Regions from separate parts of the Rattus norvegicus genome. Here region 2 is linked to region 1. A link is a contact called in public Hi-C data. All regions are on one chromosome and are shown on one strand. The core of a region is the stretch at or near the end of the contact, and the rest is flanking DNA. Distances in the headings are between cores, read along the strand shown.

Region 1 (7,584 bases), core at 3,320-5,819:
ATCTTAAGAGCACTTGTTGCTAATGTGGAGGACCCAGGTATGATTCTCAACACCCATGGTGACTTACAAACATCTGTAACCCCAGTTTCAGGAATCCAATAGGTACACATGCACGGGACAAACAAGCACAGAGGTAAAACATTTACACATACAAAGTAAAATAAGTAAATCTAAAAAGAGTTTCATCATTGCCCGCTTCCTCTGTCTGCTGCTCGCTTATATTCAAGATGTGGGCTCTCAGCTTCCTGCTCCTGCCATGCCTTTGTTACAGCATCATGGGCTACAGCCCTCTAGAATCAGGAGCACAAGTAAACTCTTTCTTCTATGAGTTTCCTCGGCCACAGTGTTTTATCACAGCAATAGAAAAGCAACTGACACAGCCTTTATTTTCTCCTTTGTGAAGTAAGGCCATTAGACTAGATGACAGCCACCATTTTTGAAAGTGAACCCCATGCCAGATCCTTTGCCATCTGTCTCCGTCCTCTCTGTGGGTCTTCATAATTTCCACTCCCACGTATGATGTGTGGGCACTGTCATACTTCGGACAGCAAAACTTTTTGGAGATGGTTCTCGCCTTCTCTTTATGCGGTTTCCACAGATTGAACTCAGGTCCCTGGGCTTGCACTGTACATGTTTTTATTCTAAACCACCTCAATGGCTTGTTTTTATGGTTTGTAAAAATCCTCATTTTGTGACTATAAGAGAGAACTCAGGCCCAGCTGGGTGTGGTCATAAAGTCTCTGTTTCTGTCCTCAGGAGGCAATGGCAGCAGGCTCATCATGAGTCTCAGGCCATCCTGGGCTACAGTATGAGACCCTGTCTCAATCAGAACTTCCCTTGGCCTCCTCACAGGTTGACTTGCTTCCCGATGCTTCAAAGAGTCACAGGCCTTTCATGAGTCTACATTCTGTGATATTCCCATTTTGCCTGGTTTTGTTTTCTGCATCAGGATCTTGCTATGTACCCTGTTTGTCTAACTGAGCTTCTCATTAACTAACTCTTAGCTGGCCATATTCTGGACTTCAGCATGCGACTCAGCAAGGCCCATTGTTTCAGATTTTAAAAATTATTTTTATATGCTTGGGTGTTTTTCTTTCCTGCATGGTGCTCACGGAGCCCAGAAGAGGCTGGAACTGGAATTACAGGTGTGAGCCTCCAGGTGGTGCCGGAAATGAAACCCAGGTTCTCTGCTGAGCCATCTCTCCAGCCCTTTTATTGTTAAAATAAACAAAAGCAGTGCCTTGTGTAACTTGCCACCAAGCCCACTGCGACTCATTTATAGAGCATTGTTAGCACTAAATATGAAACCCACAAGGCAATGCTACTCTATAGGCCTCTAATGAACCTGCAGGACAGAAGGATGGCACACACGAGTCTGGGCTTTTCTAACCGAGAGGTGGTTTGTCACCTTGACGTTGATGGCCAGAGTTACTACAGTCATACATCACTGAGCTCTGGACACAGTCTGAGGAGTGTGTGAGACGGTGGCATAAGTGCCAGTGTCCTGACGCATTCTTAGAGAGCAGAGAGTATGTATGGTGGATGGGATAGTTGATGTGTATAAAATGATATTATGACAAGTCCGGTGGGAAGTCCTCCTGGTGAGATAACTTCTGCCACACACTACATTCGCCTAACTCTTTAGGTTCTTAACTCCCTTCTCTGCATACTACTAAGGATCAAGAATGTTCTTTCAGGTCTGGAAAGATGACTCAGTGGTTAAGACTGAACATTGTTCTTCCAGGGCACTGGGGTTCGACTCCCAGCACCCACGTGATGGTCCACTGTAAGCCATCTCTAGATCTAGCTCCAGGGATCCAGTGCCCTCTGTGCCCCTGCAAACACCAAGGATGCATGTGGTGCAGAAAGGTATGTGGAAGCAAACTCTCATACAAAGGAAATTTAATATATTTTTTAAAAAGTTTTTTTCTTTCCTCTCCTTCCTTTCCTCCCTCCTTCTAAAATTATTCTTTTACATCTACTTGTGTGCATATGTGTGTAGACATTGGTTTTTCTCCTTTTACCAAGTGAGTCCTGGGATTGAACTCAGGTCATTAACCTCAGCAGCAAGTCCCATTACCCTGAACCATCCCTTTGCCCCTATTAAAATTATAGCAAGTGTCTGGTGATATCACCCAGGATCTTTTGTTTGGCTTTCGTTTGTTTACTCTTTTCCTCAAACTTCCAAATGCTGGTTTTACATATGTGTGTCACCATGCCCAGCTATTACTCTTTCAATATGTAAACACACATATACACACACCTCCCCAGATCTTATATATATTAAAAAATATCTCCTTTCACATCAAGGCTTTTTAAAGCTCTTATTTGTATATGTGGTATTTACTTGCAATTTTGCATTATTCTATCCACCCATTACACTGTCCCTGTAAAGTAACCAGAGCTTAGATGGTGTCCATTCTTGTTACCCTCTGAACGTGCACAATTACAGCAGGGCCGAGGAGTCGGTAGATCAGTGTATACAAGGCACTGAGAACAGCACCTGGTATTTACAAAGCACTCTCACATCTTAGGGATATGACTGCTGTGACGAAACACCACAACCAAAAGCAACTTAGGGAGGGAGGGTGTATATTTCACTCACAGTTCAGGTAACAATTCATCATCAAAAGCAGTGAAGGCAGAACTCACACAGGACAGGACCCTGGGGGCATGAGCTTATGCAGAGGCCATGGAGGGATGTTGCCTACTGGCTTGCTCCACATGGCTTGCTTGGCCTGTTTCCTTATAGAACTCAGAACCACCAGCCCAAGGACGGCCCCACCCACAATGGGCTGAGCCCTCCCCTATCAATCACTAAGAAATACCCTATCTGGTGGTGATGGTGGTGCATGTCTTTAATCCCATCGAGTTGGGAGGTAGATACAGGTGGATCTCTAAGTTTGAATTTGGTCTACAAATCAAGTTTCAGGACAGCGGGCTTACACAGAAAAACCCTGTCTTAAAGAAAACAAAAGGAGGGAGGGAGGGAGGGAAGGAGGGAGGGAGGGAGGGAGGGAGGGAGGGAGAGAGAGAGAGAGAGAGAGAGAGAGAGAGAGAGAGAGAGAGAGAGAGTCCCTACAGCCAGACCTTATGGAGGCATTTCCTCAATTGAGGCACCTCACTTTCAGATAATTCTAGTTTGTGTCAAGATGACATAAACTAGTCACTACAGATAATTAACTACACAGCTTCAAGAATATGACAAGAGACAACCTCATACCTCTTCACAAGGAAACAGCCTACATATATGTTGGAAAGTGAATTTTCAGGAGTTCCAGTAACTGACCTAATAAGTTGTAAACTCCAGGCATGTCTCCTGTGACATATTCCTAGAAAAGTTCAAATCCGATGTGTGGTAGTATGTCTTGTACAGACATCCATGTGTACTATGTACATAATATTTGTACTCACAGTTATACAAAGTATAAATATTCTATCTGTATTTAACCAATGGACATTTGACAGGCAATAGTAATAAAATTATTCTACTCTCTACTTCTTCCTTCACCCAAGATCTAAACAAAAAGGGTCAGGGAATATAGTTCATCTGCAAGAGTGCTTAACTAGCATGCACTGAAGTGTTGATGCCTAGAATTACATAGAGGACTGCTGCTGGCCTGTATTTCTAGAACTTATGAAATACAAATAACACACACACACACACACACACACACACACACACAAAGGCAAACAAACAACCTAAACAAACTAAGAGTTTGAAAATTTCACAAGCTCAGTGTATTTCCACAGTTCTTTTCAATTCAATATACACTTCTCCCTTCCCACTCCAGTTATCGATAAATAACACAGCCAATCAGAGCTTTTGCTTCAAGAAGGACAAAAGAACGTGCTTGCTCGTTTCCTTTTATTCCGGTTCCGCTGTTCTGCCCAGGGTAGTCTCCTGGACTCAATCAATCATCTGGCTTCAGCCTCAGGAGTTGTTAGGACCAACTGACACATCAAAAGCCCAAATCTGTAAACTTTTGTCCTAGCATTTTTAAGACACCATCTCACGCCATAGCGCAGGCTATTGCCTGATCTGACTCTTGGTGATTTCCCCTGCCTCAGCCTCCTGAGTGCTAGAATCACAGGCATACACAACCTTGGCAGGAAGATTTACTTTGTTTCTTTAGAACAACTGAGCACTGGGAGAGGTGGTGATCGCCTTTGATCCTAGCATCAGGAAGCAGGGGCAGGCAAAGTTCGAAGCCAGTCTGGTCTACATAGTGAGTTCCAGAACAGCCAGGACAATATAGGAAATCCATCTCTACATAGTGAGTTCCACAACAGCCAGGACAATATAGGAAATCCATCTCTACATAGTGAGTTCCAGAACAGCCAGGACAAAATAGGAAATCATCTCTAAAAAAATAAAATAAAATTCAAAATCAAGTTAATTTTGCCTGATAAAGACAAGTTGAGATGAGTAACAGAAGAGAACGAACGGACTAAAGGAGGCGCAGGAGACTGGCGTCACCGGAGGGCGCCGCAGCGTTACTGCGCATGCTCCAGGCCTCTCTGGCCCGGAGCCCGCACAGTGCGCACGCGCACATGGGGCCGGTGCGCTGACTGGCTGTGCGTCTCACGCTCTTGCTAAATGGCGTTGCTGGCGGGTAGGTTGAACCCGAGGAGTTGGCGGGGCGATGTGCAGCGACTTTCGCAGGGCAGAATCCGGGACCGAGGTGAGACCCATGGAGCAGCGGGAGGGCGCGCACCACAGTGGGAGGTCGCGGTGTGGCGCCCAGGGCCACCGTGAGGCTGCCGGGCAGCCGCCAGTGAACCTGTCAGCAATGGCGAGCTGTGCGACCGGAGCTGGGGAAGGGAGGCCCACCAGTTGAGGCATCTGTAGACGTTTCCTGAATTTGGGTAGCTTGCTTCACCTCTGTAACTAACCTGCTTGTGGCACCCATCCCCCTGTATCCCAGAATGACTCTATGGTCTGTCTCCAGAGCCACGCTAGCCATTTCATTCAGGAACCGTTAGCCGTTAACGTGTGTTACTGGTTCTAGTACTATGTCAGCCAAGAGTTGGGAGTAAGAAACAACAGAAAACTCAACAGACTTGGTGGTGCACGCCTTTAATCCTAGCACTAAAGAGGTGGAGGCACCTGGTTTATATAGGGAGGTGAAGTTAGCCTGGTTTATATGGGGAGTTCTAGGCCAGTCAGGACTGCATAGTGAGGCCCTCTCCCAAACAGACAAAATGTAATCATTGAAGCTGGCGTAAAATGTACAGTGTATGGTAAAAGCATGCCTCTCCAAAAGAGGGTAAAACAGACTGTAGGAGGAGATGACTTACATGTTCTTCAGAGGGGATCTAGGTAGCTCAGGCTGGCCTTGAACTTGCTGTGCAGCTGAGGATAACCTTGACCAATTTAATTATGTAAGTTATGTAAATGAATATGTGTTTGTGGATTGGTATATACCCATGTGTGCAGATGAATTTGGAGGCCAGAGGAAAAGGTGTCAGATGATCAGGAGCTGGAGTTACTAGCAATCGAGAGTCACCTGGACCAGACTCATGTTCTCTGTAAGAACAATACCAATTCTTAACTGAGATCCACATCTTTAGCTCCCACCTTCAACTTCTGACTAACCTGCCTCCCTGAATGCTAGGCTTACACGTGTGTGCTACCATGCCCTGCTATCCACTGCCAAGCGTGAACTCCAGGGTCTCATGATTACTAAGCACAGGCTTAGCCACCTGCACCACAATTCCCAGCCCCTGAACTGGCATTTTAAGGACTATCTCTGCAGTGGTTTGTTGAGGAGGAAGGAGCAGCTCAGGTAGGGTCTGCGTTTAGCAAGGGCAACATGTAGGATAGCAGTTCTCAAACTGTGGGTCACCGACCCTTTTTCAAACCTCTATCTCAAAAAAATATTTACATTAGGATTCATAACATTTGCAGAATTAACAGTTATGGAGTAGCAATGAAAATAATTTTATGGTTGGGAGTCACTGCAACATGAGGAGCTGTCCTAAAGCTAAAGGGTTGAAGCATTAAGAAGGTAGAGAGCCAGTGATTTAGGAGAACAGCCGGTAGTTCTGGAAAGTTGGAACAAAGAGAATATTGGGAAGTGAGTTTTAAGAAATAGGTGGATCACACATCTCTCAGTGTAAAAGAGGATGGATGGACAGATGCACTCACATGGGTACACACACACCACAACACTGTTTTTCACTTCCCTCCCAGATCCCCCACCAGGCTTTTCTCTAAGTGCACTGAACATGGCAACCTCATAACACACTATAAATATTGATAACAGTGTCTGGTTTTCAATAACAATGGAAAAAAGCTACAGAGTTGCCCCTTTGTCAGAGACAAATATTTATTAAGTAAGACAAAATAGCATTTACTTAAAAATAACTAGTTTTGGGGCTGGGGATTTAGCTCAGTGGTAGAGCGCTTACCTAGGAAGCGCAAGGCCCTGGGTTCAGTCCCCAGCTCCGAAAAAAAGAACCAAAAATAAATAAATAAATAAATAAATAAATAAATAAATAACTAGTTTTGTGTAATCACAGACTTACATGCTTTTTTACTTATATAAATTTTGCCTCATGCATATGTGTGTACCTAATACACGCCTGGGTCCATAGAATCCAGATGATCATCAGATTCCCTGGAAACAAGTTACAGTTGCCAGTTGCCATGTTAGTAGGAAGATTTGACCTTTGGCCCTCTGCAAGAGCCATTGCTCCAGCCCCTGAAATACATTGTTGTTGTTGTTGTTTTTCCCTTCAAGATTTTTTTTTTAAATACCCCGGCTGTCTTGGAACTCATTCTGTAGACCAGGCTGACCTCAGAGATCCTCTGCCTCTGCTTCATAAGTACTGGGAGTAAAGGTGTGCACCACCACTGCCTGGCTGAAAACACTTTTCTTTTTTTTTTTTTTTTTCTTTTTTTCGGAGCTGGGGACTGAACCCAGGGCCTTGCACTTCCTAGGCAAGCGCTCTACCACTGAGCTAAATCCCCAACCCCTGAAAACACTTTTCTTAAATGAAGAGGAAAGGATTTTGCTATATTACTCCTATGGTCATTTCTTTTTGCACTTTTTTGTTGTTTTTGTTTCATTGAGGCAGAGTCTCATATAGTCTAGGCTGGCCTTGAACTCATGATGCCTCTGCCTCCTCAGTACTAGGGAGGAAAAACCACCATGGTTGGTTTCTGCATTTATTTCTACTAGTCTTTTCCACCAGAATCACAACTTAAAACAAGATAAAAGCAAAACCAAGATGTTACCCTGTGGCACCCCACCCTCTCTCTCCATTTCTTTGCTTGTTAGAGTGGTGTGTGACCTTTGCCCCTGCTTCCTTAGCTCCAGTCATGGAATCCACCATAACTGCTGAGCACAGAAGAGAATTTCTGCTCTTAAAATGCCCATTAGAATTTGTCGATCCAGGCTAGGCTACATGTCTGAAATCCCAGCATGGGAGGCCAACCTATGCTACAGAGTGCGCTCCAGGACACCTTGGGCTTATAGTAACCGTGTCTTAGGAGAAACCGTATGAGTGGGGAGCATACACAAATGGCTTTCTTCTTTATGGAAAGTTGGAAGATCATGATGGGTTAGCTTAGTTGTC
Region 2 (7,584 bases), core at 2,017-4,516, 170 kb after region 1:
CATACCAATAGTTTGTTTTCTTGTGATTGAATAGTTTTTAAAGTGACACACCATATTAAAATGTTTAAGAAAAATGAGCTGTCCCTAAGTGGCCTAGGCCTTTATCTCAGCAATCCGGAAGTCTGAGGCAAGTCCGAGGATTCTCCAACAGTTGAAGCCAGCCTAGGATGCATACTGAATTCATGGCCATCAACTGGGTGTTTGAGACCCTATCTCAGAACTAAAACAAAATAAAACAAAAATTGCTTTCCTAAGGTTCACAAGAGCCTGGGTTCAGCCCCCAGTACCACTGGGACTCAGTATACTAGGTATACTTGTATACTCTTCTGTACTAGACAAGTGGAGGCAGCAGGGCCCATAAAGGCCAGGCCCATCGGTGCTATCTTACAAAACCCTGCCTTCATCCTATTTATTTATTTTTATTGGAGACAGCCTCACTGTGTAGCCTTGGCTGGCCTAGAACTGGCTATGAAGACCAGGCTGGAACCCCAAGCACTAGGACTAAAGGCATTTGCCACTATACCCATAAAAGCCCTGTCCTTAAAAAGAAAAAATAGTTCTTTTCCGGTTCCCGCAGCCGCAGCCATGAGCAGCAAAGTTTCACGCGACACCCTCTACGAGGCGGTGCGGGAAGTCCTGCACGGGAACCAGCGTAAGCGCCGCAAGTTTCTGGAGACGGTGGAGCTGCAGATCAGCCTGAAGAACTACGACCCTCAGAAGGACAAACGCTTCTCGGGCACCGTCAGGCTTAAGTCCACCCCTCGCCCCAAGTTCTCCGTGTGCGTCCTGGGGGACCAGCAGCACTGTGATGAAGCCAAGGCCGTGGATATCCCCCACATGGACATCGAGGCGCTCAAGAAGCTTAACAAGAACAAGAAGTTGGTCAAAAAGCTGGCCAAGAAGTATGATGCCTTTTTGGCCTCCGAGTCTCTGATCAAGCAAATCCCACGTATCCTGGGCCCAGGCCTAAACAAGGCGGGCAAGTTCCCCTCCCTGCTGACACACAATGAAAACATGGTGGCCAAAGTGGATGAGGTGAAATCCACAATCAAGTTCCACAATCAAGTTCCAGATGAAGAAGGTGCTGTGTCTGGCCGTTGCCGTCGGCCACGTGAAGATGACCGATGACGAGCTAGTCTACAACATCCACCTGGCTGTCAACTTCTTGGTGTCCTTACTCAAGAAAAACTGGCAGAACGTCCGGGCTCTGTACATCAAGAGCACCATGGGCAAGCCCCAGCGTCTGTATTAGGACGCTCCAATAAACCTCGTTGCTGCCTTAAAAAAAAAAAAAAAAAAAAAAAAAAAGAAAAAATATTTTTTCTACTCTCTATTAATGGTGGGAAAACATACCCTAATATAGTAAAATGGTTGTGCTGTATTTTAAATTTTAACTTTCTTTAACATTACTCCATACTGTAATAATACCTACAGGCTGGGTCCCCAGCCCCCAGCCCCCAGCCCCCAGGCCACGGCATAGTGACAGCAGCTCACACTCGGCCCCCAGGCCATGGTATAGTGACAGCAGCTCACACTCAGCCCCCAGGCCACGGCATAGTGACAGCAGCTCACACTCAGCCCCCAGGCCATGGTATAGTGACAGCAGCTAACACTCAGTCCCCAGGCCACGGCATAGTGACAGCAGCTCACACTCAGCCCCCAGGCCACGGTATAGTGAGAGCAGCTCACACTCAGTCCCCAGGCCACGGTACAGTGACAGCAGCTCACACTCAGTCCCCAGGCCACCGTATAGTGACAGCAGCTCACACTCAGTCCCCAGGCCACCATATAGTGACAGCAGCTCACACTCAGTCCCCAGGCCACGGTATAGTGACAGCAGCTCACACTTATGCTCTGGAGGTGTTCACTTTGCTTGTTACCAATATCAAGTTTGTTGTTGTTGACAGAAAACCTCTGAGGTTGCACAGCCTGCTTGTATTATCCCACGGTAAAGACTGACCACAGCACTGAGCACCAGCAAGTTCTGGGCTCTGTTCCCAAGGAGATGGGAGAATGAAACAGCTTCAATAGGAAAAGACTTCAAAATCCTGAAAATTAAAAACGAAAAAGAGGTGTGGCCCAGCGCCTGTCACCTGGGTTAAGAGTGCTTGCTGCTTCTTCCAAGGACCCAAGATCGCTTCCCAGCACCCAGAGCTGGCTCACAACAATCTGGAATTAACTCCAGCTCCACATACATAGAGGGGGCATAAACAGACACATAGAAAGAAAGACAATGTTTAATCCCAGCGGTAGAGAAGCAGAGGGATCTCGGAGATTTCAGTCAGCATGATCTATGCAGGTGAGCTCCAGGCCAGCTACATGAGACCTGTCAAGGGCGGGAATGCCTTCCATCCCTAGAAGCCACACGCTAAAAGAACAGGATGCCCACAAGTTGTCCTCTATCCTTTATGCTCCCACAGTGGCACAGGCCTTCCACCCCCAAATAATAAAAGTGTTATAAAATAAAATAAATCATACATAAACATTTTTATATATTTGAAGGCAGAGGATTCTTAACCAAATTGATTAAAGGCAGGAGCAGTAATTCCCTCTGGAAAATTAACTGTCTGTAAAAAAAAAAAAAAAGTTATAATGAAAAGATAATAACTTCACAATAAAGACCTGTCTTGCTGAATTTTAATTTTTAATAAGGTTGGACTTCCGGTTCCTAGTAATGCTACATGGTAATAAACATGAAAACCCAATCTTCAAATGTTAATGCTAATTTAGTAGGCTTGTTTTTTATGTTTAATTTAAAAACTATTTAACCAAACTTAAGATTAATAGGAATGAAAGAATGTCAAGAGTGGGAGGGGCTTCAAAAGAACTACAAAAAGGTTATAAAGGCTATTTTAAATGTACAAAATTTATATCTGTGCATATTGCAATAAATGTGCCTTCCATAAAGGCTAAAATTTTAAGGCAAAACAAAATTCTTTCACTGAAGAACCACTCATTTGGTTTTTAAAATACTGAATAGAAAATATTCATAAAATATTCATTGGTTAAAGTACTGTGTTCGTACGAAAATGCAATTTTTTAATCTGTCGTTTCGCTGTAGAGTACTGTAAGCTTTCAAATAATTAGTGCAGAATTCCAATATAGTATTGCAACCCAGCGTCTGTGGCCATGTCACCTTTAAGTGTGTGCAGTTTGAAAGAGCAGAGTTGGGCATTGTTAAAACAGCGTCCCGGTGTCATGCGGGGACATTCTCATCATCTGAATGAGCGAGTGGGAGAAGGGCCCCGCCGCGGTCCCCTAGGCAGCGACGCTCTGGGCGAATAAGTGTACGGGATGCTGCGTAACAGTGGCTGGACACCGGCGCCATTGTGAGGTCGAGAGCGCGGATCCGAACCTGTTATACTTCTCTGTGAGGCGGATTTGAGGCCCTTGGGCCGAGGTCAGGTCCGAGTGCAGGACAGGTAACTGCAGGAGCCCGATCCCTCCGCGACAAGTAGTGCGCTGTGCGCTTTCCCGAGCCCACGGCCGGAGCAGGAGACCGCGGATCTGGCTCCGGGCCGATCGGTGGGCGCGGGCCCGCGGGCTAGGCGGCCTTCAGCAGCCCCGAGGTTGGAGCGGGCTTGTTAACGGCAGGTGTCCGCCCCGCCCCCACCCCCGCGGGCAGGAAGAGGAAGCGGAGCCGCTGGGCCCCAGGGCCACCCGCAGGGCCTCGCGGGGCGGGAGCGCCGGAGCAACAAGAAGCGCGTGACCTAGTTCGTCCCGAAGTGGACTTGACAGGTTGTCATCGCGGCTCCCCGCCCCCACTGCCTTCCGGGTCTGGCTCCCCCTCCACCCTCGAGCTCCCATTGGCCTCACCCAGGCCGTACTCCCTACTATTGGCTTCACACCAGGGGCCACGCCCCAACCCAGCTCGCCCTGCCATTGGCCACGTGTTCCTAGAGTCCCCGCCCCCAGCCTGGCTATCCCTCCCTTTGGCCTTGCGTCGCCCCTCTTTCGGCTCGTTCGCCTATTGGCCTCTCGCGCCAGGCGCCCAGCCTCCTACGGTCCGCGGCGGATCCCAGCTGGTCCCTGTTGAGTCTGTTCCCGCGGACATTCCCGGTTTCTGTCAGCTTTTCTCCCTCTTAGCTGCGTTGCTTCCTGCTTCCTGCGGGTCTGGGATTCCAGGCCTCGATACCTGGTCCGGGTCCCCAAACTCAGTGCAGCTGCGACCGACACTTGCCTCTGGACCCCGCCCCGCCCCTTTCAACTCCTTCTCCTCCCACTCCCCACCCCCTCCCTCCGACGCACACCGCCTTCATTCCCTCACAGCTCCTTAAGCTCGGCTGAGTGGAATAGACCTCATTTCGAAATCAGGGAAAGAGAGAGGTTAAGTGATAACGTCAACATTAATACTAACTGGTTTTGGTTCCAGAAAGGGAACATTGAACGAACTGGATGGCCCAGATCATTTTTGTGGTTGTTGTTGTTGTTATAAGTGGTAGTGATTTTCTTTGGATGTGTGTTAGGTTTGGAGGGTTTTTTGAGACAGGATCTCACCTCTCTTTTTTTTTTTTTAACTGACTGGTTTAGAACTCTCTAGTTACATGGTACCTGGTATGACTGCAGAAGCCAGAGAGGGCGCCGGGTTCCTTGGAACTGCTGGTTGTAGGCCACCTGACTTGGGTGCTCCTCTGCAGGAGGAACTATCTCTCCACCTCGGGATTGAGTTTTTTAAATAATTCTCATTGTCTGCCTGTATGTCTGTGTGAGGTGCCAAATCCCGGCTGGAGTTACTGTCACAAGCTGCCATGTAGGTGCTATGAATTGAACCAAATCCTCTGGAGCAGCCAGAGCTCTGAACCTCTGAGTCATCTCTGCAGCCTCAAAACTTAGTTACTAAAGTGATCAAATTTGTTACTCCAAAAATACAGGCTGCCTTTCCTGGGTAGCAGTCAAATTTCCATTGTTTGTGCAATATTGAAATTTAAAATTTGCACGTGTACTTTTTATAATTGATCTTTTATAAAGATTTTAAATAGTTTTTGAGAGTAGGAATAAACTGATAAAACTGCACAGGTGTAATTTAGCCTCCAAGAGAAATTTATCCGAAAAGAGGAATCGTAGCCTTTGCTGGTGAGATTCCAGGCCAGTCAGAGGTATGTATTGAGACCCTGTCTTCCTGGGGTTGTCTTAATCTGCATTGTGGTAGTTCTGGTACTCCCTGCACTTGGGATTTGGGGCAGGAGAAATTCAAGGCCAGCCTCTTGGGGAATTCAAGGGAGTTCAAGGTTTGAAACCAGCTCCAAAATAAAACAGCTGCTGAGTGGTGATCCATGCTGTAATTCCAGTGTTAGGGAGGTTGAAGTTAAATCAGGAGTTCAGGGCCAGCCTGGGCTACAAAAAAACGCTGACCCACTTACTCCGCTACCCCCACACACACCCCAAAGTGGGGGTACGCAGGAAGATACTAGTGACTTCACCAGAATTACTGAAGTAGATCTTGTGTGCATCCAGGTCAGGCTCCGAAGATTGCCTGGTCAGACTCATTAAGGCATTCCTAATGGCAGAGTGACCTTTTCAACAGCCTTTCAGGCTGTCCCACCAGGTCCTCACAGCTCTCAGATCCTGGCCCGGGGAAGCCCAGTTTTCTAGAAAGTCAGCTTGTTGCTCCTGTAGTCCAGCCACACTGAGGACCTTCCCTCAGTGGTTCCCACTTTGAACTTTGCACTTGATGCTCCCTGGCTCGTCTGGAGCAGTGTTTCCTCAGACTTCTCAGGTAGCTCAGCTCAAAGTGTCAGCTGATCTGAAATAGGTCCTTTCCCTGCCCCCAACCAGGTACGTTCTGTCCTCTCCTGTTTACTTCCTTCAAAGCCTGCTGCACTGTCTGAAGCCTTCTTGTTTACTTAAAATGGCTGGTTCCCCTTCTCCCTCCAAGCTGGGCCGTTTTTATTTCCTAGGGCAGGTTTAGCAAATGCTAATAATCAAATGGATCCATGAGATGTGATCCAGTCAACAAGCAAACCAGTCTTCCTGTTGGCTTGGCCCCATGGTGTAGACACACCTGTGAATAAGAATTGGGAGCGTAGCTACTCTTGTAAACATTTTATGATTCTTTCATTTTCTTACTTTATTTCCTGTTATTTCTCGATGAGCAGAGTAAGAGGCAAGGCAATGTGGACTCAAGGACACCCTTTTGCCCACTTTGTTTCAGGCTGTGCACAGACTGCAGAGTCTGACCGGGCCTTGGCCCTGGCTGTGGCCCCAGGTGGGCAGATACTTGGCAGGCAGCCCCTTTTTCCCCAGGGCAGTTCCAGGCTCTGCTGGATGCTAGTTCCAGTGGGGGAGGGGAAGGAATCCGGTTCCCAGTGACTGGTCTTGGATCCCAGCTGCAGCCCTGGAGGTGGTTATGTGTCACCCCAAAGGGCAGGAAGGCAGGAAAAAGAGGTTCTTCTCTCTGCCCCTCTCCAGCACTTTTTCCATGGCTGGACCTGTCTGGTCTTTCTATCTAGACACAGGCTTTGTCTAGGATAGTCATAAAGCAGCTGCCCCAGAGTTTAAATATAGCACTACCTGCCCCAAACATGCAGGGTGAGCTTGGTGATGGCTGGTTAACTTTGGGTCTCTGTGATTCCATGTCTTTGCCTGTGTGTCAGTTTTAGGAGTAAAGACACAAGCTTGCATTCGCTCACAACTACCCAGTCCCAAGCTGGGTGGTGGCATGTAGAAGCAGGCTGGTCATGGGGTCACAGCTAGCCTCAGTAGCCATGGGAAGTAGAGGCCAGCCTGGCCTACATGAGACCCTTTTATAAATAAGAAACACTTCAAACCAGACCATCTCAAACAAGAATCCTGTGGGTATGGGAAAAATTTGGGAGAATGTGGCAGGAGGGGAAAACATGATCAGAATATATTGTATGGAAAAAATCTACTTTTAATAAAATTTCTGTGGAGTTAAAACTTTCCGTCCAAGTCCATTGTCATAGAGTTGCTCCCAGCTATGTGGACTGACCCAGGAGCTCCGGGAAATTCAGCAAGGATGAGTACAGCTCCTGCTCTAAGGTGCTCTGCTTCCTGCATTCCAGGCCAGAGTTCCCCTGCCCTGGGGAATAGGACCTGTTGAACAGATCACGCCCTGGGGCAGGGTAGAGACAGGGTGGGACCGGTGTGTGCAGGATAGTCACGTGGTCCTCTCCCGACACCGGGAACCTACCTTGGGATTGGAATAGGTTTTGAGCGCTGCAGTGTCCCTGTCCTTAAGGGCTACTAGAATAGTGGAATGTAAGAACTAACGGTTTAGGAGAATTAGCTGGTCATAACTGGATTATCTCAGGTCCCTGGAGGACGGCTAGTCTACCCTACTAGTCTTAAAGGACTATCAGCGTAGTCGTCTCAGATGAATCATATTGAAGGGTGGACACAGTTTAGAACGGGAGGGGTTTGGGAGCCGCACTGCACAGTATTCCTGCTGCAGGCTGTGAACTGCCAGCCACCCCAACTCCATACTGGTCTCACCTTCTTCCTATCAAGTGAGGCTAATAATACTGGTCTTAACTAAGTCCAGTCTTGGGAAAATAACTCACTTGGACTGTTCTGAGGAGGAGAAGGGACACATATGTTCAGTGGGTAAACTTCTCCTGATGCAAG

What was found. A called contact is a pair of places that touch in the nucleus more often than the background predicts.
Region 2: a Hi-C map of liver shows a contact between it and region 1, with 2.1 times the contacts expected there. The contact joins the enhancer-like site here to the promoter of Xrcc2 in region 1. A contact is called at or near these places in 2 of 12 Hi-C or Micro-C datasets (liver and mammary epithelial cells) and 1 of 1 datasets of contacts at active chromatin or transcription factors (oligodendrocytes).

The regions. Positions count from the first base shown.
Region 1 is chr4:10,153,273-10,160,856 of GRCr8, forward strand. It overlaps Xrcc2 (X-ray repair cross complementing 2), which reads left to right and starts at 4,570. Exons shown (of 3, transcript NM_001109215.2): 1 at 4,570-4,685. The coding sequence starts at 4,647.
Region 2 is chr4:10,322,790-10,330,373 of GRCr8, forward strand. It overlaps the pseudogene Rpl10a-ps9. Among named protein-coding and RNA genes, the nearest start is that of Cct8l2, 14 kb to the right of the region's middle. Within about 2 kb of position 3,267, at least 59 of the 93 cell types and tissues checked have an H3K27ac peak or open chromatin away from gene starts, as enhancers often do. A contact at or near this core is called in liver, where this site is marked.